2 separate regions of the Solanum lycopersicum genome follow, and region 2 is linked to region 1. Evidence: chromatin contacts called from public promoter capture Hi-C data. All regions are on one chromosome and are shown on one strand. The core of a region is the stretch at or near the end of the contact, and the rest is flanking DNA. Distances in the headings are between cores, read along the strand shown. Region 1 holds the start of LOC101264921. Region 2 has its middle 13 kb from the start of LOC101263696.

Region 1 (2,960 bases), core at 342-2,841:
TTTATTCATGAGATGCTTGTTATAATCATTTATCATGTTCATTTGTATTAACTGAATGACCAAATATATTGTATTAATATATTAATTTTGATATACATGATTAATACGCATATATTAAGAAAAAATAACTTGAATGGATATGTTTTAATAAATAATTTCGGATTATTTTTTATTTATTATTATGTATAGCAATATTATATTAAATGCATAATATATAAATGTGCCCTTTAACTTGATTTCAAATTACATTTATGCCCTTTAACTTTGAATATACATAAATAGACACTTAAACTTGTATAAAATTGAACAAATAGACACATATATCATACATGTCATCCAACATGTCATTTTTTGTCCTACGTGTGGTGTCCTATGTGTATTGTGTAATGTAGGACTCATGTGTTTATTTATTGAAAAGTTGTATAGTTAAAGTGCCTATTTGTGCATTATAAAAGTTGGAGGTTAAAGTTAAAATTTTAAATCAAGTTTAGGGTCCAATATATGTATTATACTTATATTAAATCTGCAATATGTATTAAAAGTGAATTAAGTATGCAATGTATATGTATTATAATTGTTTTTTGAAGTATATTATTTATGTTTGTTTGGTAAGAAGTTGACACATTGTATTATAAATGTATTAAAATGAGTGATAAATATATTAATTAATCAATAAAACTTGTATTATATGTGAATAATAAATTGTTCATTGTGATATGAATTAACATTGTATTATAAATGTTTAAAAGTGATCAAGTAAAAAAAATGTTATTGTTATAAATGGTAAATATTTTTGATTTATTGTATATTAGGTAAGTTTTCCACAATTAAACTAATAAATTATTGGGTATATAATAAATTTCGCTCATCTTCCTTGCCTCTCGTCAGTATATTGTTAGAGGCGAGTTAGGTGGGGGAGTTCATGGGTTCAGACGAACCCACTAACTTTTTTCATAGACACTATTATTGTATAAAAAAATTAAAAATGCATATAACTTGTGAATCCCCAAGCTCCTAATCTTGACTTCCTCTATTAATATGGTATCCCAGATACATGCGAATCACACCATATACATATAAATACATGTATCTAGTGTGTTTCACATGAATTTGAGATCACACATAACAAATCTTGGTTAAGAGATTTGATTTGATTTAAATTTCCAAAATTAATTATACATGTATTATGAAAATCCTTAATTACTCTTCTGATTAAGGAAATCAGTTATAACCAATTAATTTAAACATAAAATATGTATCTCAATTTAAAATTTTGACAGATACATATATCTCATACATTCAGACTCTATATTTTAAACGTGAAATATGATAAATAAAGTAATATTTACAAATATAAAAAATCTTAGCAATTAAAACCTAAAATAGTGTAATTTACGTAGATTGCCCCATAATATAATACATGTTGCCAAACTCTCAACAAATAGTGGCAAGTTAGGTCCATTTTATGCTATATATTCAGCCATATAGCTATATGACTCAACTGAATTTCTAGCCCATATAAAGTGGGCTATACCATAATAATGGCCCAATCATTTTCCCTCCAAGTAAGAAAGTCGCGCCCATAGTTAGTAGGTTTTGAACATACAAGGCGGGCCAAAAACTTAAGACCCTTAATTTTACCAAAATTCAATTTCCCGCCCCGCAAATTTGCTGAAACTTAATTTTTACTTGCACCATTTTCATTTCTGTGTAGCAAATCCACCGTAACCAAAGAGAAAAAGAATCCACCTTTATCAATGGAGATGCTTTGATATAATTCAAGATTCAACTTTTTATTTCAACGCTGTACATTGGGTTTTATCAATCTTGCTGGATTTTATGTTTTAAGGTCAGTTTTCAAGAATCTGATTAAAGATTGGTACATTATAGTTTCTATTAAAGTTTGTTAATTTTGTTTCTATTGTTGTTCTTCTGAGTTTTTTTATTTGCCCAAAATTTCTCTAGGTTTTTAATTTGTACAGTAGCTGATGCTTCTGTGATTAGTATTGATTAGATGTGTTTAGGTTATCAAGTTTTCATTTTTATTGTTGGTCTGTATCAAATATAAGATTCTTTCATCATCTGTAGTAGATTCGAGAATTGGGTAATTGAAATTTATGTGTTTTAGGGCTAAAGATTGGTTTTTGTTGGTAGGGTTCATGTTGGATTAGTGATTTCAGGATGGATGAAGATAATGCTGTTGAAAGGTGTCATAAAAGTCGTCCTGTTTTGAGAAATATAACGAATCAGCTTGGAAACAAGAGGCCATTTTCTTCACTTTTGGGCAATTCAAGTCTAAAGTGTGTAGATAAGGGAAATGAAAACCTAGGGGGTAAATTTGTTTTGGTAGATGACGGAGATAATGCAAAACGTGTTTGTGTTGGTCCTCGACCTTGTAGCAAGATTAAGTCATCAAAGGTGGATGTTGTATCAGGGATTTCAAATATACCAAATGACAACCAGGATCCCAGTTTGTTGCGAGTTGATTCAGCTACTGCTATCTGCCAAAGTACAATCGGAGATAAGGAGAACAATGATGCTTGTGGGAGTGCTATTGAAATTGTCAATGATCGGGAAATAATTCCAAAGAAAAATTCTGCAGTGATAAATGATATGGATGGTGTGGTAACTGGGGTGCCAGTACCAGCATTGTCTGGAACTGATGACCATGATGCTACTCGGAGTTGTGGAATTAACGAGGATAGTGAGGACACTGAAAGTGAAGATATGTTTCCTAATGGCCCCGATGAACAAGGTCTTGATAATCTGGTTATGAGTCTGTCTGGGTCAGTAGACTTGGCAAGATTGCCAGATTCACAGGAGTCAAGAGTTAAACTTGAGACATGTACCGGAACACAAGCTTGTGAGGATAATTCAGGTTTAAGTGCTAGCATTGAGTCAATCAAAGCTTGCTCTTGTACCTTTTGCACCAAAGGTATAAATATCTCGCAGACCATTAT
Region 2 (2,960 bases), core at 231-2,730, 44 kb after region 1:
GAATATTAAATCGTTATACTTCATATCAAATACAACACAACTCCTTCATAGCACCAACCCAGTAATCACACTTTGTTCTACAAACTACTTTGAAATAATGTAGCTTTATTAATGTATACTTGGTCTACCACCATTGAAACTTGTTTGATACTAAATTGTACTTTCTAATAAATTATATAAGATACAATCTGAAATACAATGACAATAAATGTAAAAATCATACAATTTGAATTACAGAATACAATTATGAATTTATACAAGTTTGATACACTAACAAAAATTCCAAAACAATGACAAAAGTATTTGCAAATATATAATTTGGATACATAAAAGGGCCCATACACGGAATCAACCTTATTTTCCTAAGTAATATAAATTCTGAAATCGTATAACCAAAACAAGTCAATATAATTTATACAAAGACACAGAAAATCATAAAATTGGAATACACATTATACAATTTCAAATAAAATCCCAAAACAAGAACAAAAAATATATAAGATACAATTCGAATACCTAAAATGGGATTTCCTTTCCGATGTAATATAAATTATATGTATAATCATAATAATACTAGACAATTCGTTATAATATATACAAACATAAACACCAGAGATATACAATTAGAAAAAGCATATATACAAAAAATGAGTACACATGTAGATCCGAACTTTAAAAGTTCATACAAATTATAATATACAAAATTTAAGAAAAGAAGAAAGAAAGTAAAATTGCATAATCATAATCCTAACAATCTCGTAGCACGATTTGAGAAAGAAAATTTTAAAGTTTGAAATAGTTTGTTTGGGGGATGGATCAAAGGGAGAAAATAAGGTAAGAAAATATGAACAGAGGGAAGGATTGAGCGTACACTTTGATACAAAACTGAAAAGTCGCCCTTCGTAATTGTAACTTAATGTTAGAGGCGAGCTATAATTTTCAGAAACTATAGCTATAACCAATAATAAAGTAATATATATTTTCTTGAATAGGTAATTTTCCCATTGAATAATCTTTTAAAATTTCAATGATCTAGATATGGGTTCAAATGATATTTTATGAAGATCTTATGCACTTAAATACGTCCACATACATGTGATTACCATCGATTTAACTAACACAATTATCTGATAACTTATAGAATAATTTATTTTAAAAAGAAGTAATTTAGAAGAAACTAACTTTAAACATAACTTGGTACAAAATTGTCTTGCTTGATTTTTAGAAAAAAGTAAAACTAAATAATGTGAGAGATAAATCCTTTTTTTGATTTTATACAATAAACCACACGACTAGAAGAAAGTCGAATGTAATTTGTGTTAAGGCACAAACGACCATATTTAGGAAGATGACTTATCTTAAAGGAATTTTATGGTCTTTTGGCCCATTTGTTTGCTTGTTGGATCTGTATATCAGCTTCCTTAAACTTGTATATCAACTTCCTTTTCTTATATTAGTCCTTCTTGGCCTTGGTATATCAGTATCTTTTCTTATATATCCGTCCTTTTTGGACTTGGTTGCGGCTGACTAAAAGATAGTTGGGCTTAGCCCAACGAAAACGCAGAAGGGAGATTCCATTGGACTCAAATGAAGGATATCATGCAAAGAACCAAAAAAAAAAAGTTAAATATCAAACTCAAAAACTACCACTAAATATACAATTAAAGGACTAAGTTACATGTTTCTATTCAAATATTAGCGCACATAAACAAATTTTGATTTAAAAACTAAAACTAATTCGAAGAGAAGATTTTTTTGGGAATCTTGTTCTCAATTCTTGATGCACTAATATATCTTATAAGACAAGGAAAATAATTGTTGTACCACGCGGTTCGTAATAGTTACACAATGCTTTACTATTTGCAACTTACATTTTTTCTTTAAAAGATGAAAAATATTTATCTCTTCACGTGAAAACTCATGATTCGTCTGACGTTTAATTTCTTACTGCGTGAACAATCTGACTGTGCTTTACATGTGCTCGATGGGAGAGATTGACTAGAATAAATCTTGTGGAGGTAAGGTTCGGTCCCTCTCATGTTCCACCGCTCTTTAAAAATTAGTAACAAGATAAAGATACAAACGGGTCAATATAGATGAAGTTGCCAAAAAAATCAAAACATCACTATAAAGTCAAGTCTAGGTTAAATTGATCATACGTGTGTTACATATATATAATATTGCTATTATACCAAACATATGGAACCTTTTCCAAATTAAATACTAATCAAGTTGCTTAGTGCACTAACCAAAACTTGTCACGTCTATAAATTAAAGACGATTAGACTAATAAGAAAACGAGTTTGAGAATGATTACATTAGTTGATCAATCATTAATATAAAAGCTAGTTGGTTAAAAAGTGCAAAAAGTAATCCTCAGTTACGGTATGTTAACGTCGTATCAAGCAAAAAAATATAAATACTTTAAGGGAGCCTTACATATTTTTAATTTAGTCTAGGGTCGAGTGGATGTTGTTTAATTATAATTAGCAAGTTCATTAATAATGCAACAATGGAAAAGGAGGGCGTAACATTTGCCTTTAAGCACGATTGCACATGTTTAGCGTTCCTAGATGCTTCTTTTAATGCAATCCTAATTGTATGAATTAGGAAAATATAAGGGAAACTTAAACAAATTACATCAATTTAGAAACTAACAAATTGTTTAGATACACTCTAGTCTAGTTTGTAATATTACGTATCTTATCAGATTTTGGTGCATCCACATACATTCAGATACATCCGGATACATATATCTCGGGATACATGAGGTCAAAATTAGATGCAATTTGCTTTAGATATATTATATACAAGTGGATTAACATGTATTTGAGATACATAACAAATCTCGCTTGCCACTCTCCTAGCAAATCATACTAGATACATACAGAATATGTATCTAGTGTGATTCGTATGGAATCTTGTTTGCCTCCCTCCCTATCTCGCTTGCCTCTCTCTCT

The links. Promoter capture Hi-C pulls out the DNA fragments that hold promoters and counts their contacts.
Region 2: a promoter capture Hi-C map of leaf shows a contact between it and region 1, with 2.0 times the contacts expected there. The contact joins the enhancer-like site here to the promoter of LOC101264921 in region 1. A contact is called at or near these places in 1 of 1 promoter capture datasets (leaf), 4 of 8 Hi-C or Micro-C datasets (leaf and leaf mesophyll) and 1 of 1 datasets of contacts at active chromatin or transcription factors (leaf).

The regions. Positions count from the first base shown.
Region 1 is chr4:54,653,205-54,656,164 of SLM_r2.1, forward strand. LOC101264921 reads left to right here and starts at 1,592. Exons shown (of 5, transcript XM_004237362.5): 1 at 1,592-1,849; 2 at 2,155-2,935. The coding sequence starts at 2,182.
Region 2 is chr4:54,696,856-54,699,815 of SLM_r2.1, forward strand. No RefSeq gene overlaps it. Among protein-coding and RNA genes, the nearest start is that of LOC101263696, 13 kb to the right of the region's middle. Within about 2 kb of position 1,481, at least 2 of the 2 cell types and tissues checked have open chromatin away from gene starts, as enhancers often do. A contact at or near this core is called in leaf, where this site is marked.